2 separate regions of the Rattus norvegicus genome follow, and region 1 is linked to region 2. Evidence: chromatin contacts called from public Hi-C data. All regions are on one chromosome and are shown on one strand. The core of a region is the stretch at or near the end of the contact, and the rest is flanking DNA. Distances in the headings are between cores, read along the strand shown.

The links. Hi-C and Micro-C count contacts between places; a contact is called where the count stands out from the background.
Region 1: a Hi-C map of liver shows a contact between it and region 2, with 8 times the contacts expected there. The contact joins two enhancer-like sites. A contact is called at or near these places in 11 of 12 Hi-C or Micro-C datasets (the A7r5 cell line, the Rat2 cell line, Schwann cells and 7 more) and 1 of 1 datasets of contacts at active chromatin or transcription factors (oligodendrocytes).

The regions. Positions count from the first base shown.
Region 1 is chr13:33,820,936-33,826,483 of GRCr8, forward strand. The region is part of intron 1 of C13h2orf76 (similar to chromosome 2 open reading frame 76); the gene reads left to right. Among named protein-coding and RNA genes, the nearest start is that of C13h2orf76, 21 kb to the left of the region's middle. Within about 2 kb of position 3,611, at least 2 of the 93 cell types and tissues checked have an H3K27ac peak or open chromatin away from gene starts, as enhancers often do. A contact at or near this core is called in hepatocytes and liver, where this site is marked.
Region 2 is chr13:33,700,209-33,705,668 of GRCr8, forward strand. Sctr (secretin receptor) reads left to right here. Exons shown (of 13, transcript NM_031115.1): 3 at 5,215-5,322. Among named protein-coding and RNA genes, the nearest start is that of Sctr, 22 kb to the left of the region's middle. Within about 2 kb of position 1,258, at least 9 of the 93 cell types and tissues checked have an H3K27ac peak or open chromatin away from gene starts, as enhancers often do. A contact at or near this core is called in hepatocytes and liver, where this site is marked.

The DNA of each region.
Region 1 (5,548 bases), core at 2,361-4,860, 120 kb after region 2:
CTGCACTTAAAAAACAAACAAACAAACAAACAAACAAACAAACACCCATCATGGGTACCTGAGAAGGACTCCAAGGTTATAATCCTAAAACTTGGCAGGTGGGTTTAGATAAATTTAGAAGCACAGCAGAGGAAATGGCCAAGGCTAGTGAATTAGAAAAAACATCTTTATCAACGTCAGACAGGGGATGGATATGTAGACTTTACAATAACTAGGAAAAGTACCAGAAAAAGCAGACCATCCAGTTAATAAATGCCCTAAAGAACTGAAAAGACAGTGTTCAAAAGAATAGACAAGAGTGGTCAATACTTAATTTTTTTAAGCCAATATCTTTAGTCATCAGGGAAATGTAGATCAAAGCTGAGTTGAGATTCTGTCTCCCAGGCATCGTGAGTTCAAGCCCTGGGACTCATATGGTAGAAAGAAATCTTAGATTCCATCTCACCGTAGTCAGAGCTGCTGTCATCAAGGAGATAACTGACAGTGCTGGCGAGGATGTGGGGGAGGACAGCCATTGTGTGCGTTTAGTGGGGATGTAAACTCGTACATAGAGAACAGTACCGAGGCTGCTCAGCTAAAACCAGGAGTCATCCAGCTATACCAGCCTTGAATGTAAATATGAAAGACTAGCTTGGTGATTCTCAACCTTCCCAGTGCTGCTACCCTTTAACACAGCTCCCCATGCTGTGGTGGCCCCGACCATAAGATTATTTTCATTGCTACTTCATAACTGTGATTTTGTTACTGTTATGAATCACAATGTAAATATCTGTGTTTTCTGATGGTCTTAGGTGACCCCTTGTTTGACCCCCCAAAAGGGGTTGTGACCCACAGGTTGAGAACCACTGCTCTAAATCAACATATCACAGAGACACTGCCCACCTAGCAGCTTAGGTGACCGTCAACAGATGAATTTGTAATGAATATGCAGTGGAATCTTATTTAACTGTGAAGAAACAAAATTCCAACATTTGCAGGCAGTGGACGGAACTGGAGGTCATTATGTTACCGTATGTCAGAGTCACAAATTCAAGTATTTCGTGTTTTCTCTTACACACTGACTCTGAAGCATGTATGTGTGAGTGTGTGTGAGTGTGTGAGTGTGTGAGTGTGTGGGGGGCATAGAAAGGAAACCAGGCAAGAGGAAGACGAGATCTTACAGTAGGGGAAAGGAAAAGCAGGAGGAAAATGCATGGGACATGGAAGCTGAGGGGGAAGCTGCTGGAGACGGGGGTGGGGGGGTGGAGGGGGGAGGAGGGAGGGGGAAGCTGATGGGGGAGGAGGGAGGAGGGAGGAGGGAGGAGGGGGGGGGAAGATGCATAAAAGCGGGACATGACACCAAGTATGAAGGTGCCATTAGGAAATCTGTTACTTTGTATCCTACCTTAAAAAGCAAGAGTAGAGGGAAAAGCTTAAAGAAGACAGCAGGCTGACAACTCCTACAACTCCTCATCTGCTGGTGTGACACACAGGGAGGTCAGACAGTGCACAGCCCTGCTGGTGTGACACACAGGGAGGTCGGACAGTGCACAGCCCTGATGGTGTGACACACAGGGAGGTCAGACAGTGCACAGCCCTGCTGGTGTGACACACAGGGAGGTCAGACAGTGCACAGCCCTGCTGGTGTGACACACAGGGAGGTCAGACAGTGCACAGCCCTGCTGGTGTGACACACAGGGAGGTCAGACAGTGCACAGCCCTGCTGGTGTGACACACAGGGAGGTCAGACAGTGCACAGCCCTGCTGGTGTGACACACAGGGAGGTCAGACAGTGCACAGCCCTGCTGGTGTGACACACAGGGAGGTCAGACAGTGCACAGTCCTGCTGGTGTGACACACAGGGAGGTCAGACAGTGCACAGCCCTGCTGGTGTGACACACAGGGAGGTCAGACAGTGCACAGTCCTGCTGGTGTGACACACAGGGAGGTCAGACAGTGCACAGTCCTGCTGGTGTGACACACAGGGAGGTCAGACAGTGCACAGCCCTGCTGGTGTGACACACAGGGAGGTCAGACAGTGCACAGCCCTGCTGGTGTGACACACAGGGAGGTCAGACAGTGCACAGCCCTGCTGGTGTGACACACAGGGAGGTCAGACAGTGCACAGTCCTGCTGGTGTGACACACAGGGAGGTCAGACAGTGCACAGCCCTGCTGGTGTGACACACAGGGAGGTCAGACAGTGCACAGCCCTGCTGGTGTGACACACAGGGAGGTCGGAGGGTGCACAGTCCTGCTGGTGTGACACACAGGGAGGTCAGACAGTGCACAGCCCTGCTGGTGTGACACACAGGGAGGTCGGAGGGTGCACAGTCCTGCTGGTGTGACACACAGGGAGGTCAGACAGTGCACAGCCCTGCTGGTGTGACACACAGGGAGGTCGGAGGGTGCACAGTCCTGCTGGTGTGACACACAGGGAGGTCGGAGGGTGCACAGTCCTGCTGGTGTGACACACAGGGAGGTCAGACAGTGCACAGTCCTGCTGGTGTAGCACGGAGGGAGGTCGGAGGGTGCATAGCCTGCTGGTGTGACACAGAGGGAGCCAGCATCTGTAAAGTCTTCTGTCCTTGCTGTTTTCGTGTGAATTCTTTTCCTACACTTAGAACTTCTGATACTTTTTCCCCTTTCAAAGGCTTGTGTAGAATAATGGGCTCCCTGGGGACTTTCATACTGGTGTATAAGATGCTTTGATTCTTGTCACCGTTCCTCTCCGCACCCACCTGCTGCTCTCCCTTTTCTGCCCCACTTCCTGAATAGACTCCCTTCTGCTCTGCTCCTTAATCTTTTCCCACGTATGAGAGAAACAGTGTTTGTCTTTCCAAATCCGCCTTTGTTTTGATTATCACAGTATTTTTCTTGTATCCATATTCCTACCAAAAATACTGTCACTCTTTTGTGACTGAATCACATACACATAAACCACAGACATAGAACCTGACCACCACACCAGACTCCCCAAGACGCACGATCCTTCTGCCTCTGCTGCCCAGGTGCATCACCATGCCTAGCGTCACCTTCAGCTATCCCATTGCTAGGTAACAACTTGAGAAAACTATGGTCACCATACAATCCACCATACAATCCAGACACTCACATGCTTATGGAGGCACCATTCACAACAGTGAATTACACAATCAGCCAAGGTGTGTGTGTGTGTGTGTGTGTGTGTGTGTATGTGTGTGATGACAGCTACTCTGACAGAAATAAAGATGTTCTCTCAATGGTGTTTGGTTTGATTTGTGTGTCATTCATTTGCCTATTTATCCATTGAATTTTTTGTTTTCTGGTGTTTAATATTTTGGGTGTTTATATATTCTGAACACTGATCTTCTGTCAGACAAATAGCTGGCCAAGACTTCCTTCCATTCTGTATTTTGGATTCTCTCATTTTAGAGGCTGGAAATAGCTCGCACCAGATACTGAAGGTGACGCTAGGCATGGTGATGCACCTGGGCAGCAGAGGCAGAAGGATCGCTGGAGTCCAGATTCACGACCAGCCCCAGCAGCATAGCAAGACCCTGTCTCGAAAGGAAAGCAGACAGTTAGCAGAGGCCAGCGTGCGGCCGTTGGTCATGTGGTCAGTCCCAGGCTGTTTGTGGAGTCCGGTGCTCACTGATCGTTATTGATTACCCAAGCAGAGAGGCATGCCTCGAGTGCTTGCTCTGATCAGTTTTTGGCTCTTACAGAGCAACAAAAAGTGTCAGTCATTCTGTGCTCACAAGCGCAGCTCGGGGCTGACAGGACGACACTTGGTCTTCTCATTTCAGATCCTCAGCTAAACAGACATCCAGTTTACAATATATTTAGTGTATGTGTGCGTGTATGCTTTGCATGTGTAGAGGTCAAAGGGCAACGTTGAATGTCCCTTCTCAGGTACCCCCACCCCTTTTGACAAGGTCTCTTAATAACCTTGAACTTTGCCAAGTAGGCTAGGCTAGCTCTCCCTTAAGCTTCTAGGGATCTGCCTGTCTCTGGCTACCGTCTTACCACTGCGACTGTAGGCGTGTACTGGTATACCGGGTGGCCGGGCTGCCTGCCTGCCTTCCGTCCATCCCTCCTTCCGTCCTTCCTTCTGTCCTTCCTCTCTCCCTCTCTCCTTTTCATTCTTTTAAGGAATGACTTCTAAAGTGACTCATTAACTTTTAGAATTACGTTCATTAGTGTAGTAGGTGCATGTGCCAGCCACATTGTGGGGATCCAAGGACACTTGAGGGGATTGGGTCTCTTCCTTCATTTGGGTCCCAAGAGTCAAACACAGGTCAGTAGGCTTGGCAGCCGCCCTTGAGTCATCTTCCCAGACACAACTTTTTTTACTTAAAAATTATATGTATGTATGTCTGCGTATATGTGTGTCTGTGTGTATATATGTGTGTGTCTGCATGTATGTGTCAGTGTATATGTATGTGTATGTTTGTATGTATGTGTGTCTGTATGTCTGTGTATATGTGTGTCTGTGTATATATATGTGTGTGTCTGTGTGTATGTGTCAGTGTGTATGTATATGTGTATGTGTCTGTGTGTGTCTGTGTGTGTGTCTGTATATCCGTGTGTATGTATGTGTGTGTCTGTGTGTGTATTTGTCAGTGTGTATGTGTGTCTGTGTGTATCTGTGTGTATGTGTATGTATGTATGTGTGTATGTGTGTGTGTGTCTGTCTCTGTCTGTGTGTGTATATCTGTGTGTGTGTGTGTGTGTGTGTGTGTGTATGTGTGTGTGTTGGGAGCGCATGATGGCGGTCAGAACACAACTTGCAGGATTTGGCTTTTCCCTCTACTGTGCGGGATCATAGAATAAAACTGACATTATCGTGCTCGGTGTTAAGGGCTTTTTAAAATAGTGATTCTTTGTGAATTTCACATCATGTTCTCTATCCCTTCATATCTGCCCTTTGTCCTTGCGATCCTCCCAAAGAAAATAAAATAAGATAGAATTAAAAACAAAACCTTGTCATGAAAGCTGTGTATGTCACAGTGTGTCCCCCAGTGTACCCTCTGTCTACACATCTTTACTTGCAAAGGATCATCGCAGTGAGTCACTGGTTTGTTTCACAGCCTCTGGCTTCTGCTACCCTGTCTATCCTGGAGCCTCACTGGGACAAGGCTTTTTTTTTTTTTTGTTTTGTTTTGTTTTTTTTTTTTTTTTTTCGGAGCTGGGGACCGAACCCAGGGCCTTGCGCTTCCTAGGCAAGCGCTCTACCGCTGAGCTAAATCCCCAACCCGGGACAAGGCTTTGATACCCTGTTGTTGCCCTGTGTCATGGAGATCCTACAGACTGGACCCTACACACGCCCCAGCCGTTCAGAGATGGAGTAGGTGTTGGGGTGGGCCAACCTGAAGCACCAGATCTGGGCCTGGGAGGTCCTAGGAGACCATCCCACTCTTTGTCCCTCACCACCAGGACAAACTCACCTAGTGCTACAGCCGGCAAGAGACAGGGTCGGCCCTCCTGCTCTCATGGCCTTGGGGCTGGCTCACCCCTCCCCCACCATCAGGGTCAGCTCTACTGTGCTGTGTAGGAGAGGGGCCAGGCCAGGTCAGCACAGCCCCTCA
Region 2 (5,460 bases), core at 8-2,507:
CCCAATTCCTCCACTGGAAGTCTTGCCTGTTACAGGTGGTGTCCGGTTCAGGCTCCATGTCTCCCATTGCTAGGGGTCTTAGCTAGGGTCACCCTCACAGATTCCTGGCAGTTTCCACTGTCCTAGGTTTCTAGCTCATCCCAGACATGCCTACCCCCGCTTTCCATTCCAGTTGTCTCTCCCAGTACCATCTCTCGCCATCCTCCCCCAATCTGGTCCCTCCCATTGCCTTGGCATTTCTTGAAAACACCTCAGACTTTGCTCTGCATGGGTGGTAGCTAAGGGATCACTACCCGTAGCCACAGGGTCCTTCTGTGCCTGGCCGGGGAAGAGCTCTCTGCTGGGCTGTCCGTGCTCTGGTCTCTGTAGCCATTCTCCACAGAGCCATTTTTCACACCAGTCGTATGGCTTTTGAGGGGCCTTGTGCTTTTTCCTCTTCTTCCCTCCCTCCCTTCTTTCTTTACCCCTCCCTCCCTCCCTCCCTTCCTCCCTTCCTTCCTTCCTTGCTGTCTTTCTTTCTTTCTTGACATCGTCTCATGTAGCTCAGGTTGGCCTCAAATTGCGAGGTAGTCAGAGATGACATTGACCTTCTGACCGCCCCCTCCTTCTCCTCTTCCTCCTCCTCTTCTTCCTCCTCCTCTTCCTCTCCCTTCTCCTCCTCCTTCTCTTCCTCCTCTTCCTCTCCCTCCTCCTCCTCCTCTCCCTCCTCCTCCTCCTCTTCCTGATGGCTCAGATTTCAGGTGTGTGCCACCTTGCCTGCTCCTGTGATGCTAGAGCTGGACTCAGGGCTCCCTACATGCTAGGCCAGCACTGCCCCCAACAAAGCTGTAGCCCCAGCACCCTGTTTGCCCCCCCCCATCTTCTAAAGACAAAGTAAATTCTCTAAAAACCACATAACCAGTAAAATAAAAATTGTTCAAACAAGTGCCACGGAAAAGGCCAAGCCTCCATGTGAGCCGTTTCCTCGCCTGCCAGGAATTCACAGGTCTGCTCTCTGCCATCTTTGCTCAGAGGATGGAGATGAACTGGGCAAATAAGTGCTTCTGTGGGTAATGCTCTGAAATGCAGGGTTTAGGGCCAGTTTTCCTGATGTGAGGGCAGCCTGGAGGGTGACCCTTCACTGAGGAGACAGGAAGGCTGTACAGGACCCCAGCTTGGTCATCCTCCTGCGTTTGTCTCTTGCTCCACCTTGGACTCCTCTGTTCTTCCTCCACACATGGGCCATTGACACCCTGTGACACCTGGGCTGTTGCAATATGCAGTTCCAGAATGTCTGCTTCTCAGAGCTCAGGCCTGGCAGTAGTTCCACCCTGGCCCAGGGCCTGGCTGACATGAGGAGTGTGGCACTGAGCCAGCTGGCAAGGGTGCCTACCTACCCCAGTCACCTTTACCAGGCCCCAGTTAGCTCTGGGTTGGCTGTTCTGTGGACCCTGCCCAACGTGACCCCCAGAAGATTCTCAGACATTCTGACACCTCATTCTGTCTGGCCAGGCAGGCAAGGTCACCTATCATCTGGACTGGAGTCTTTGGCTAGTGCCCTGGTGACTTGGCCAGCTCCAGGCAGCTCTGAGTCTCACTTCTCAGGTGGCTAATAGTCTCTGGAAGTGGCCATCTTCCCTCAGTACTGGAGAAAGTGCATGGAGATACCTGCTTAAGGAAGGGGGAACACTGTGGGCTGGAGAGATGGCTCAGTAGTTAAGGGCACTGACTGTTCTTCCAGAGGTCCTGAGTTCAATTCCTGACAACCACATGGTGGCTCACAACCATCTGTAATGAGATCTGATGCCCTCTTCTGGTGTGTCTAAAGACAGCTATGTATATTCATATATAATACATGAATAAATCTAAAAATAAATAAATCTATAAATAAATAAGGAAGGAAGGAAGGAAGGGAGGGAGGAAGGAAGGAAGGAAGGAAGGAAGGAAGGAAGGAAGGAAGGGGGAACTCCAAATGCCAGAAACAGAAAGCAGTCCGGAAGGAAAGGACTCTTCTAGGACCAAGTCATACCTGTTACATTAATTACTTTTCTCATCGCTGTGACAAGATCAGCGTAAGAAAGGACGGTGCTGGTTTGGGCTCAGAGTTTGAGGGTACAGTCCATCAAGGCAGGCACAGCATCAGGAGTCAGCTGCTCACACGGCATCCACAGCCAGCAGAGAAGAGATGGACGTTTGTGCTGAGATCACTCTGTCCCTTTTTCTCCAGCCCATGGAACAGCTCCCACTCCAGGTAGCTCTTTCCACCCTAGTTAACCCAGATGTGCATGGAAGTTTATCTCCTCAGTGATTCTACATCCCATCAAACTGACAGTGGGACATTAACTGTTGCACCCAGGGACACCTGGGAAGACCCTTCCCAGCCCTGAAGAGGACACCCGTGGGTGCCTGGAGAAAGTCTGACCTCCGGGATCATGGGACAGACAAGCACTCTGTAGCTGCTCCAAGACAGAGAAGCACAGGGCTTCCTGCCCCAGGCTCCCTGTAACATCCGGAGTGAAGATTCAGAAGCATTCAAGTGCTGCTCATGTCCTGGGTTCCTCAAGGGACCAGCATCTGTCTAATCCTTCATTCTGCAGATGCTTTTGCTGGCCCCTGGAACCACATCTATATTGGATGGTGCTGACATAAACAATCTAAGAGGGGAGGAATTTGTTTTTCTCACAGTTTCCAAGAGTTCAGTCTATTGTCCTCAGCCCTACTGACTTTAGGCCTGTGGTGAGGCAGAATGTCATGGTGGTAAGAACATGTTCAGAAGGATGCTGTTTGCTTCATGGTGGACAGGAGGCAGTGCATAAGAAAGAGCTTGAAAGTTGTGCAAACCATTCATAGACACTCTCCCTTCAACAAGCCCCTCTCAAAAACTTTCCTTAACCTCCTATAACTGTGCCACCACTTAGGGACCAACTGATTAGTACACGAACCAGTAGGGGACATTTCTATTTGTATCACAACAACCCAGTCTGGGATGTGGCTCAGTTGATAACCTAATATGCATAAATCCCTGGGTTCCATCCCTAGCCATTCATAAATGATTATTGTGATGATTAACTTTAATTGTTAACTTGACTCAACCTAAAATCACCTGCGAAGAGAATCTCAGTAAAGGAGGGTCTACACTGATTGGCTTGTGGGTGTGTCTGTTGGGGATTGTCCTGAGTTAATAGATGTGGGAAGAGCCAGCTCACTGTGGGTAGCACCATCCCCTAGGCAGAGGTCCCAAGCTGTATAAAAGTGGAAAAAATGAGTTGAGAACAAACAAGAAAGGAAACACACATGCAATCATTCATCTGCCTGCCCTTGATGTGGACATAGTGTAACTAAGTGCTTCAAGTTCCTGCCACTGTGATTTAACCTAGAAATATAAAACAATAAATCATTCTTCCTCTCTCTGTCGGTTAGAATATTATATCATAGCAACAGAAGTGACCTAAGTGAGCCAATCTGTATCCTCAGGACTCAGGAGGTGGAGGTAGGTGGATCAGAAGTTCAAGGCCTGTCTGAGATACATAGAGAGTTCAAGGCTGTTCTGGGATACATGAAGCCAGGAGACAGAGAAACAGTAGGAGGCCATGTTGAAGCATCAGTCCAAACAAGCAAGGTCCAAACAAACGTAGCATCTGTATCCCTTCTCAGTACAGTCTCCATGGTAACCAGACCCACCACAGAAGCTCTGCCCTTTACTTCCCATCAGAAGCGATGGGAAGTATGTCCAATACACAACTCTTTGGGCTTTGGCCTACAGTTTTCTAATTCAACCTTTGGGAGGTGTATTTTATAAACTCCCCAGAGATGCTTTGAGAATTCACCCAGCCTTCCCTTCTTCCCTGAGCTGAGTGTCCAGAATGCCCCAGTTCTCAGCACACAGAGACAGAGGCAGTCATTGACCTAACTTCCAAAGAGAACACTATTGTCCACCAGGCAGAAGGGTCCCCAAGAGCAGAAGCCTATCTGATGGTCTTCAGCTGAAGCCCTGGGCCTCCTGTGGGCCTGGCACACTGAGGATACTCATTATGAACCCAGGAAACCAGTGGATGGACCAATGCTGGCATCCTTGGTGTTCACACCCGTTCCCCTGGTGTACAGATGTTTTGATATCCTTGTGGCTTCTCAGTTCCATGTCTTTATCGGGGCCCTCTGCTCTTGATGCCAGTCTCTGATTTGGTGTTTGTGGGAGGAAGCCAAGGCATCTGACTCAGCCCGCACTTTCAATGAAGCAGAAGCCATGAAATAGAGTGAGATGGGGTGGCTTACTGAGTTGACACGGCCAGGAAACATAGAGGCAGGATGTGTCTGCCTAGCTTACTATCTGGTGCCAGTCCATAGTCCCCAACCAATGTCCCAAGGCATTGGTTGATTCTGGGCAGGTTCAGGGCCATTGTGAAGAGGCAAGGAGGTGTGTGTGTGTGTGTGTGTGTGTGTGTGTGTGTGTGTGTGTGTGTGTGTGAGAGAGAGAGAGAGAGAGAGAGAGAGAGAGAGAGAGAGAGAACAAGGAGTGGGCCTGGTCAGGATGAATTGGGTTAGTAGAGGGTACAGAGGTCTGGTAGGGTGAGAAGGTGAGTCAGCTGTGGTGTGTTTTGCCCTGTCAGTGGCACCAGGCACCTAGTGGGCCTGGCAAAGTTTAGAGGTAGCTGAAGCAGGGGGCCAGGTCAGGCTATGACCCAAGATAAAGATGGTGGGAGTGGCCTTGGGAAGCCCCTTACTTAGATGGCATTGTTTTCTTTCCTTGAGACAGGGTTTTGTGTAGCCCAGGCTGGCCTCGAACCTACTATGTAGCTGAGGATGACTTTGAACTTCTGATCCTCCTGCCTCCTCCTTACTGGGACTATAGGCATGTGCTACTACGGCCAGCTTCTGTGGTACTGGGGAGCAAACCCAGGGCTCTTAAGTTTGCCAGGCAAGGGCTCATCCAACTAAGTATTCACTCCTTAGCCCTGGTGTTAGGAGCTGAATATGTCCCCCGTAGACTTACATGTTAATCACTTGCCTCTCGGTGGTGGTGCTATTGGGAAAGATTTTGGGAACTGTGGGGGTGAGGCAAGAGCTGGAAAAATATCTCGGAGGCAGAACAGTATGTGTGAGACCCTGCTTTCCATCCAGGTCCCAGTCCTGGAAAGGTAGAGTTCAAGGTGTCAGTGTATAATGGGAACTGGGGTTAAAGGGTGGTGGGTGACCTTGGTCCATGCTCCATTCCAGTCAGTCCAATCTTGTCTGCAGGCTGTGAGGGGCTTTGGGACAACATGAGCTGCTGGCCCTCCTCTGCACCAGCACGGACAGTGGAAGTGCAGTGTCCGAAGTTCCTCCTGATGCTCTCAAACAAAAATGGTAAACCATTCAGAAGGAAGCACCCCGACCAAAGGCTGTAACGGTTCTCAGATGAGGACGTGGGTGCCAGGAAGCTCTGAGGAGGAGCGGTGTGGAAAATGATAGGGGGAATCTTGGGAGACGGGAATTCTTGCACGG